Regions from separate parts of the Rattus norvegicus genome. Here region 2 is linked to region 1. A link is a contact called in public Hi-C data. All regions are on one chromosome and are shown on one strand. The core of a region is the stretch at or near the end of the contact, and the rest is flanking DNA. Distances in the headings are between cores, read along the strand shown.

The links. Hi-C and Micro-C count contacts between places; a contact is called where the count stands out from the background.
Region 2: a Hi-C map of the Rat2 cell line shows a contact between it and region 1, with 3 times the contacts expected there. The contact joins two enhancer-like sites. A contact is called at or near these places in 2 of 12 Hi-C or Micro-C datasets (the Rat2 cell line and mammary epithelial cells).

What each region holds. Positions count from the first base shown.
Region 1 is chr7:95,849,745-95,855,382 of GRCr8, reverse strand. No RefSeq gene overlaps it. Among named protein-coding and RNA genes, the nearest start is that of Pvt1, 310 kb to the right of the region's middle. Within about 2 kb of position 3,077, at least 26 of the 93 cell types and tissues checked have an H3K27ac peak or open chromatin away from gene starts, as enhancers often do.
Region 2 is chr7:96,206,603-96,212,240 of GRCr8, reverse strand. No RefSeq gene overlaps it. Among named protein-coding and RNA genes, the nearest start is that of Rgs22l, 300 kb to the left of the region's middle. Within about 2 kb of position 2,465, at least 11 of the 93 cell types and tissues checked have an H3K27ac peak or open chromatin away from gene starts, as enhancers often do.

The DNA of each region.
Region 1 (5,638 bases), core at 1,828-4,327:
AATACATTTATCAGAGTTCTGAAAATTGGGAAATAGGCTCAAGTGACAAATAATTTCTGCCACAATCTGATGCTCAAAGTCATGGGACTAAACCAAAATGAAGAATTAGGAAAAGAGACTTAATTTGGAAGCTGTAAAGTATACTGAGCATTTTTTGCCCCAGATATGCCCAGTAGTACTCCACAATGTTATGTCCACAAAAGGCTGAGTGTGGCCACACTTACCTTGATTTTGGCCCAGGATGTGGTGACTACTCAGAGATAAGTTAATTAACAACCCTGGACTTTGAGCCCTGAAATGCTGTCAACTAAATTCCTGTCACATTTGTACTTAAGCTGCTGATCTGGACCAAAGTATAATCTCTCCTATCCATGTTTGTCTCTGCTGCTTCATCCAGCTTTTATTCCTCTACCCCCATCAGGTAGCAATGTTTACTATGTCTCTTTAAATAATGTGCTCAATTCTGCGCATTATTTGCAGATACAGTATAAGTAATAAGTTGTTGCACTGATCCTTACAAGTGTCTAAAAACAGCAGCATTAACCACATCTCTAAACCTCCTGCCTGTTCTATGCTTGTCTGCCCAGTTCTGGGTGCACATCTGAACCTTGGGTGTCAAACCAAACCGTACAGGGATGGATGACTATCCACCATACCACAGTTCTGACATAGACCTCAGTGGCTTTTCTATTCTTTTCTCTTTAGTGGGTGCTAAGCATACAATGGTCTTATGAGTGCTAGGCAAGACTTGTGCTGCCCACCTCTTTTAGGAATATGAAATAGTCCATGAAGTTACAAAACAGGGAACAGGTAGAACCTAGAAGATGGAATTTGTGAAATTCATCCTAATATCTTTTCCTGTTCCTCCCCTCCCGCTAGGGTACATGAAACCTCTTTACATAAAAGATGAATTGGAGAAACAAAAACAAAAACAAGAGAAACAATAGGCAGGTATAACAGAGTCAGTAAAAAAAAAATGCTTTCTCATAGTGACTCAAACAAATACACATGTTGATGACATACAACTGTGCCATCACCCCACATTGCCCCAAGTGCTGTTGCCTTTGATACTGTCTGTTGTATTTCATTTCATTTTTGGACTGTGGGTCATGAACTATTAACTTGATTTTACAACCCAATAACCAGGCCATGCCCCACAATTGGAATTCACTAGACACGAGGACCTAGTGGAAAGTCTTTCCACTGTTAAACTCCAGTGACTGGTGCTTCTCTAGCTTCTGGATTCTTTTTTCTTAATCTAAGGGGCAATGATGTATAGCAGCATAAAGGATAAAATCCCTTGAGGATGAGCCTAAAGGAAGCTCCACATCAGCAGGGATCACAAGACCCCAGGGACACTGAGTAAATGAGTAGTTCATAGCTGCCAGCACAGTTTTCTCTGGAGTCAGGCTACCTACGTAGAAATCTTCATTGTGCCAGGTGTAGCTCAGTTTATATGGGTCCAGTAGTTAATCTGTCTAAGTGTCAATAACCATACCCTTTGAAATTGAGATCTAATCATTGGTATTCATTCTCCAATGAATGACAGCAAGAAATAAAAAGTATATCGTGAGCCTAAAGCGAGAAACACAGCAAGTAATCAAGGCTCCATAATGGTGATAAAGGGGTAGATGGATAGTTTTACCGTTTCAAACCTCAAGTTCAGCATTCAGTAAAAGATGTCTGTCATATTCTCACCCCCTATACTCTACATTTAGCTATCTAGTAATCCATTATTCATTTGGAAGCAAACTATCTTGTAGTGCAAGCTGATCCTAAACTTGCCACTCCATCAAAGATGACAATGAACTCTTGACCCTCCTTCCTTCACCTCCCACAGGCTGAGATTAAAGACCTATACCACCACATCAACTTACATCTCATTTGAGTAGAGATGTGAAAGTTACATTATTGGGTGTCATTCCCCATTCTGTTGTTTTCACTCGCATACTGAGCCTCACAATTGTGAAGAGTAGCAAACTGTATCTGTAGAAGCTACTGAGTGATGTATGAAAGACCAATTGCTATCAGATCATTTTAGGTACTTTACCCGTGCAATATGGCTCTAAAATTCAGGCCCTGGCTTAAAAGTCCTGGCAACACTGGTGGTTGATATTCATTGCTCTTTAGTATATCTATGTGGCCGTGTGGGCATGGATATCTGAATGTGTATATGTGGGTAAACAAGTGTGTATATTGTGCACCTGTGGGTGTGCAAGTGTGTGTCTGGGTAGGCACGTGTGTACATGAGTGTGCTGAATTTGTTTGGCTAAAGAAGTTATTTCTTATCTGTGTGCCACACAACATATCAAGGTTAGGGGACAATTAGGACAAGTCCCTACATTCCAAGGACCTATAACCTACCTCCAGTAGGAAGTAGAAATGAGAGCCTTTGAGTAGTTGCTACAATATGGATTAGAAACTAGTGAAATGATATTCATAATCAGTGCCTGTTCCATAGTAAGAGCTCAGTAAACAAGGGAGATGGAAAGGCAGACAGACAGGCAGACAGATACATATATACACAGAGACACACACAGACACACACAGAGAGACAGAGAGACAGACAGAGACAGACAGAGACAGACAGAAAGGCTGATTATATGATAGTATATTTGGGAAATTATTTAAAAACACATATAGGCATACAACCCTGAGAGGACATCTATTTCAGTCCCCTTACTTTATACTTGAAAAAGTCAACACTATGTCAGAACAAGAGCACAAGAATTCTCTGTCCATGCTCCTCAGGAAGAGATTGACACCAGTAGGACCCCTGGTTTCTGACACCCACTTAGCTCCTTGCTTTTTCTGGGATTTCTCTCCATGTCATAGGCAGCCTTCCAACTGCCCCTCCTCAAATGAAAGGAAATTATCTGTTCTGAACCAAGGAGATTCTTGTGAAAAAAATTCTTGTGAAAGCACCTCCCGTCTGCTTTCCCTCTATCTGCTCATTGATGGAGGTCAAGTAAAGGTCAAGGAATGTTCCGATGACTGGACTTCTGGGTCTCCACACCCAAGAATGCAGCCAAGCTTCAAATAAAGCAGACTGTGCGGACAAGAATTCAGACGGGCTCCCCCAAGTTCCAGGCTTCCTTTTCCTGGTAGAAGCCACCAGCTGTCTTGTTGCTAGGAGACCAGTGTAGGTAGAAAGTACAATAACTATAGTTTTCTAACTTATCTGAGAATGCAGTTTGTCTTTGCTCCCTCGGGGATTCAGCTTCCTTAAGAGCCAGCTATCACAGCCAGACAGAGGGAGACCATTTTTTTTAAATGAAATGGATAGAGCTTTTCCTGGGCATGGAGTGTTATCCAGCAGAGACCTGGGAGCTGCCAATTACTGATGCAATGTTTGGGAAAGAGTTGCTGAGTACACATGACTCAACAAAATATAACAATTTGCGTCCCTATCTCTTGGGAAGTTGTACTTATCAGAACCAATAAGAGCTGTGTGGTCAGTAAGTACACTGAGCTGTATTTATCATGAGGGAATTGAGAAGGAATTAAAGCCCCAAGGATTGTGAGTGGAGGAGATGATTTGAGTCACTATCTGTCCGGGACTTTCCTTTTCAGTGGCATTCCAATTGTACAGACCTCACCCTGGCAAATCATAGCATTGCTCAATATTAAAAACATTTGCCTGGAATGCAGGACATGTGAACTCAGACACCCCCTACAGCTTCACAGTGTGATCCCAGCATGCTGCATTCACTGGAATGGGGACAGTGCCCAGAGGTGACACAAACCACACATAGAAAGGCAAGAGCACAAAGTGTGGCAACAAGACCTTTCCCAGACTTTGCATAGCACTTAACGCCACCCACTGATGACCCTGGCAGAGATGGAAAAGGAGAGTGAACCAGTGTATTCTTTTGCCCTTAGAAGAAAGTAAGAATGTAAATTGATTTCCTCTTTCTCTGGTGGTGTGCTAATTTGTCTGAAGCAGAAAAGTGAAGAAGAAGAAGAAGAAGAAGAAGAAGAAGAAGAAGAAGAAGAAGAAGAAGAAGAAGAAGAAGGAGGAGGAGGAGGAGGAGGAGGAGGAGGAGGAGGAGGAGGAGGAGGAGGAGGAGGAGGAGGAGGAGGAAAAGAAGAAGAAGGAGGAGGAGGAGGGGGAGGAGGAGGGGGAGGAGGAGGAGGAGGAAAAGAAGAAGAAGGAGGAGGAGGAGGAGAAGAAGAAGGAGGAGGAGGGGGAGGAGGAGGGGGAGGAGAGGGAGGAGGAGGGAAGAGAAAGAGGAGAAAGGAAGGGAGGAAAAGAGAAATGGAGGAAGGAGGGAGGGAAGGAATGGGTCATACAATTTACTCCCAGTGAACTTCAGGAGAGGAAATATAATGTCATCAAATTCCCCATCTTCTCTGTGTCTAGGGATCCTCCCAGTTCAGCTGAGACAGTCAAAGTAGCAACCTGTGTTAAACTTGTTAAACTGTAAGTGAGACTATAACTTCACAAACTCAAAGAGCTATTTAATCCATGCAGTGTCTTCCAGAGCTCAGGGTTTTGCCAGTGCAGGGCTAAAGGCAAATAGAACATTCTGACTAACTATAGCAGGTCACTGCCCACCCCCGCCCCCACCATTTTCAAAGTTTCTCTAAGAGAAACTCTCCTCAAACACTTCTGATTGCTCAGGCCAGCTGTCAAAGACGATGCCCTCTTTCACACAGGACAGCAATTAGCCAAAATCATCCCAAATTACTGCCACTGTGAATCTCTAATTGCCCATCTGGGTTTGTGGTTTTGTCTAAAAAAAAAAATCATACAGAAGGGGCAAGTAAAGGGATATGAACTGAGGATTTCTGAGTAAGTGTAAACACGCTTCTTCAGAAGCAGGGGGTCAAGCTCAGGGAGGGCAAAGATATAGACAGAATGTAAAGGTGAACTTTATATCCTGAAACTCTGGAGGAAGTAGAGAAGCATGGGCTCAGAAGACAGGATCATAACCACACTGACCTTGGCAGACCACTGCAGAGTTTTGGTTGTTGACTGACTATGTGACATAGGCATTATAAGAGAATCAAAATGTAGCACTTCTGAAGTTCACTCATACTCATTGTGCATGACCTTAGGTAAGTCGAGACTTCTTCCTTCCTCTTGCCTTTCCCAGATTTGCCATCTTTCGTTCCTCCTGTATTAAATGCCTCTCAAGTTTTTCCTAGGACATTTTTATCCCACTACCCTGATTTGCCCATGTTAATGTGATAAAATATGCTAATCAAAGCAACCCAAAGGAGAATGGGATCATTCCAGCTCTCAACTCTAGGCCAGTGAGCCAGTGAAGGCAGCAGGAACTTTGAGCAGCTAGTCAAGAGCAGGCAGGGAATGAATACATGCATGGTTGGTCAAATTAGTTTCTCTCCCTCCTCCCCCCACCTTATATAGGCTAGGACCTAAAGTCAAGAAATAGTACCATTTGCTTATAGGATGGGTCTTTCTACATCAACCAGCCCAATCAAAAGACATGCCCACAGGCAACACTGTGGAGGCAATCCCTCATTGTAACACTCTTCCTCAGTGAGTCTAGCATGGGTCAAGCCAACAATCTGAACCAATCATCATACCTATTTTGAAGCCTTTCTCAAATATCTTCTACTCTGAAATCCAGTCTTATGAACTACTACTGACCTTAGGAACCCTGCTTAGGGT
Region 2 (5,638 bases), core at 1,216-3,715, 360 kb before region 1:
ACTACAATGTGGTATGACCTGAAAAGGGAATGTGTCTGCTGATTTCCTCAATGTGTTTAAGTCCTATGATGCTGCTATCCATCCTCCTCATACTAACCATCATAAACAATAGCAGTTATACTAGCACATACTAGAAGAGTCTTGCTCCTGAGTTCCACATTTTAAGGAGGAAGCCCTGTTCCTAAGCCAGAGGAAGGAATCATTACTTTTGCATTGGTACTCATCAGAAATGGACTCAAGGGTTTTACTATCTATATCTATAGCTATCATTTATCTATATAGCATGTATATGTACATGTACCTATTTGTATGTGTACCATGTGTGTATAACATATGTAGAGGTCAGGAGAAGTTGGTGTGACCCCTGGAACTAGAGACAGACAGTTAAGAACTTCTGGTGCTGACAACTGAACTCAGTTCTTCTGTAAGAGCAGCAAGTGCTTCCTATTCCCATTAAAGATAGTTTTACTACATCCTTTTAAAAATTCAGTTATACTGGTGTGATAAAATACCATAGTCTGAGTAACCTATCAGTAATAGAAACTTACTACTATCCATGGTAAGAAGACCAAAATTACAGTGCTGAAAGACTTGGCTTCTAGTCCAATAAGAAGCCTTTGTAGAAACACAACTACTTCTCATTTTTCTTTATATCTTCGCATGAAGAAGGAGGAAGGGAGCTCTATGAGGTCTCTCATAAGGTCTTTAATCCATTCATGAGAACTCAATTTTCTTAACTTTATCACCTCCACGAGGTGCTACTTCCAAATCTCATGACGTTGGGGAGGATACTTTAACAAATGAATTTGAGAGGTACACAACTTAATCTACTTTCTTTCTCTTTATCATTATTTGGTGTGATCTTCATCACACCTTAAAGCAACTACATTGTCTCTGTTTATACAGAGAGAAACGGAGGTGTGCAAAGTTCATGTTGACTGAAAGCATATGTCTAAAATATAAAACAGAATTTGTCTCTTCCTAAATGCGCAGACTAGACTCAAAATATATATTTATGTACTGTTTAAAATATATGTAAATATAAAACACATGCCACTTAGAAAATAATTGATTATATGATAGAGCATTATGCATCTACTATAATGTATGTTTATAATCATAGAGAAATTAATAATACCAGAAAAACAGTGTGATAAGCAAATAGAGGTGATAGTTATATTAAAGGATTATATTTGTCCCCAAAATATTTTAATAGTATAATCATCATTTTAATCCAGTTTTAATTTTATTACTTAAATGTCTTATTATTCATTCACTTAGCTTATATTATTTTAGATAGTATTTAAACTGCATGTTCATATACATTTATATATACAATTGTCTTGGAAATTCTGATACTTGTAAATACTTCTAAAACATAGAACTTATGTGTCAGGCCTAAATAAAGAGATATTTAATTTTACCATGTATGTGACTGCACCTATGGTTGAAGACTTGATAAAGCTGAAGGGATATTATTGTGCTAGAACAAAAAATATATAATAATTTGACAGAATTTAATTATACTTTTAATTTAATTCGATAATTACAATAGAACCTACTTGCAATGGAGATGAAGCTAAAGAAAACGTGCTGTGACCTATCTACATGTCACATAGAAGAGACAAGTAGGTTTATCAAGTCCTTAGAAGACAGGTGTTCTACTACCTAAAGACTATATACATGGACTGATCCTGGACTCTGACCTCATAGGTAGCAATGAATATCCTAGTAAGAGCACCAGTGGAAGGGGAAGCCCTTGGTCCTGCTAAGACTGAACCCCCAGTGAACGTGATTGTTGGGGTGAGGGCAGCAATGGGGGGAGGGTGGGGAGGGGAACACCCATAAAGAAGGAGAGGGGGAGAGATTAGGGGGATGTTTGCCTGGAAACCGAGAAAGGGAATAATATTCGAAATGTAAATAAGAAATACTCAAGTTAATAAAAAAATAAAATAAAATAAAATAAAATAAAATAAAATAAAAAAGAAAGAGGCAACAGTACCTGGGGCTTAGGCCTTGGGTGTTCATCCTCTTTGAGCAAAAAAAAAAAAAAAAAAAAAAAAAGAAGACAGGTGTTCTGACTGTGCTATTCTTACCTACAGTAGTACAAAATAATAGGCATTTTATTGAGAGAACCACGAAACCCCGAGTTACTAGGAACTATCACTGAGATGGATAGACAAACTTCGGGCTGAGCTTTCTACCTCTCTAGCAGACTCAGAAGAAAAACTTTCAGCAACACTTGGAAAGGCATGATTTGTCTTTTCCTAGTCTTATGAAGGCCAATGAGGTGACATGCCATTTGATAGAGAATGACAGAGAATAAGTGTAACCCTCATGTATTTAAAATGTGGTGTTATTAACAGAAAAAATATCTAACTTATCTTAGGAAGTGGAGTACCCTGAAGTCAGTAACACTCTTCGTTTTAAGGAAAGATTCATTCCCCTATGTTTCTGGGCAAAGAGCCTGTATGAATAAGATCATAAATGCCATGGCTACTCTGAGGTCATTGTGAGAAAATAATAGTCCTTGATGATAAAAGAACTGGTTAGTCATTAATTCCAGCCCATTTGCCAACAAAGAAGAAGGGAAAAAAAACATTTGAAAATCAGCAACCACTGTATTCCACTAGGACTGGATTCTTACTGAGATTTGGATCTTCAAAGCCTCTATGCAGCTGTATATCCCCCCCTCCCTTTAATTTCGAAGGAACTTGAAAGAAGTCCTTCTTTCTTAGAATTATTCTTTGTATTCACAGAATAGATCTACCCTTTCACACCACCCTAAGAGAGCCGGCTAGCCAAGCTACTGAAACATGGATGAGAATTATTAATGCAATGCAATGAAAGATAAATGGTCAGGACCGGTGCTGCCACAGCAACGCCTTCCTAAGCCAAACCACAGGTGATGCGTTTGGGTCTCAAGATTGCTGAGAATGTTGGATGGAATTCAGTGCAAGGTTATTTTATTACTACATAAGCAGACCACAGACCATAGTTGTGAAGGACACATAAGACAGGAATCCAGATGAAGACACACTTTCTACCCTTTCCCAGTTAACCACGGAAGTGGCCTCAAGTTGTGAGATGACATGCAGGCAAGAATGAGTATGTTCCAGGAGAAAGGATGAGGAAATGTTCTGTATAATCTTAAGTTTGTGATGAAGGATGGCATAAGTCTACCTTGGCAAATACAGCAAGCCTCCATGGTGTTGCTTCATAGGATCTTAAGTTCTAATGGAATTTCTGTAGGCCTATGTACTCATGATGTTCTTTGCCTAGAATATGTAAGCCCTCTTAGCCTTTGTTTTCTCATTTGTTTTGCACACAAAGTAACGTCTGTCTTGTTGGCTTTGTATCATCCCCTGTGACTCACATGTTTGAAAACTTGGTTCCAGCTGGTGACATGGTTTGGGAAGATTATAGAGCCTCAAGGGAGTGAGGCATTACTGGAGGAGGAAGTGGGTCTTTTGGCTTTCTAGCCTAGATTTCTTCCTGACTATCTGTCCATGCAGTGTGAACCACCACACACACACACACACACACACACACACACACACACACACCCATTGGCTCTTTTTCCAATGCTTTCCTGAGTAAAAAGGAACATATCACCTGGCAAAGGAACTCTTTATTTCTTAAGTTTTCATAGTTGTTTCTTAAACTTTAACACAGCAATAGGGAAAGTAAACTAACATGGCATGATAAATAAATGTCATCATGAGACACAATCTGACACACAGTAGGTGCCAAAACGTGCTTTTACCCAGTCTCCCTTCATTCTTGCCATCAATATCTGTTCATTCACATAGATAAAGAGATCAGGAGTCTAGGATCATAAGGGTATCATTTCACCAAGTTGACAAAGAGAAGACTTTCTGACTACTCAAGGTACTTCCACTTCGACAGGGAAGAGGTCCCATTTAATTTCAGACATCCTCTCAAAGTTCTCACTTTTGCATAGCGCATCCCCTCCAAAAAACAGCATTCATTTGACTTTGGGATGGAAGCAAAACAGCCATTATTGTATCACATCAAAAGGCCTGAAATGGAGACAATCAAAGTCAGGAAGAGCTGTGTCTGTGTCTTAGATGATCTGGAAAGGCTCACCACAGCTCTTTATATATTGCATGCAGTGTCTCAGCCCTCATTTCATATGTTAGGCTGTCTTCTCAATGACATGGTAACATATGCTTTGATCATTGTACTTTAAAATAATTTATTAACTTTTTCACCAAATCAGAGAAGATGTGAGGACTTGATATGAATCACTGATGTCATATTCTATATTTTATACATGAAAATACTTGTCTTCAAGAGAGGCTACAGATCTTAGATATTAACTGGCAAGACAGGAAATCATACACAATCTTTGTGAACCCAACCAAACAGTTATAGCAGTAGCTACCCATAGCTTTTGGAGGTTTCCCTAGCTTAACAACTTTTCCTGGAATAACAAACTGTTTTTCTATGTCAATGCTTTGAAACAGTAATTAGATCTGAGCATTTGCAAATCTCCAGAAACAAAGCAATTTGGTCTGAAAGTATTCTGTTATCACTTTGATATAATTCATAGCTCACTTCCTTTTTATCATGATAAATAAATGTTGATGTTCTTAAATCATTAAAAAAGAAAAGGAAAAAACACAGGCTGATAACTTGTACCTTCCCTATTCCATTCAGGGATATTTGATCCACTGCACAATTGGATCTGAAATAGGAACCAAATATGCCTGATTTCCTATCTGAGATGCATACCATTTAGCATATGTGCTATTGAAGTGAACACTCAAGCATTCTTTACTTAATCAATTGCCAAACTACTTTTTAAAAACTCATGGTGCAAATAGGAGTCACTGATTATGTACCATATACTTTGCTTTATAAAATATGCATGACTAAAATGAACACATTACTAACTGTCCTAAATATAATACTTTTATAATAATAATGGAATGGTACTTATACTAGGCTTAATATTAAAATAGTAGTATATAAGAGATGCCCTTCAACAGAGGAATGGATACAGAAAATGTGATACATCTACACAATGGAGTAGTACTCAGCTATCAAAAACAATGACTTCATGAAATTTATAGGCAAATGGATTGGAGTAGAAAATATCATCCTGAGTGAGATAACCCAATCACAGAAAAATATACATGGTATGCACTTACTAATAAATGGATATTAGCCTGAAATCTTGAATTACCCAAGACATAATCCATAGACTGCATGAAGCTCAAGATTTCTTCACTCCTTCATAAAGGTGGAACAAAAATATTCATAGGAGAGGATATGGAGACAAAGTTAGGAGCACACACTGAAGGAACAGTCATTAAGAGCCTGCCTCACATGTGACTCATATAAATACAGCTACTAAAACTAGATAAGATTGATGAAGCTAAGAAGTGCATGCTGGCAGGAACCAGATATAGATATCTCCTGAGAGACACAGCCAGAGAATGTCAAATACAGAGGTAAATACTAGCAGCAAACAATTGAACTGAGAATGGGCAGCACGTTGGAGGAATTAGAGAAAGGATTAAAAGAGCTGAAGGGGCTTGCAAACCTGTAAGAACAATAATACCAACCAACCAGAGCTCATAGGGACTAAACCACTACCCAAAGATTATAT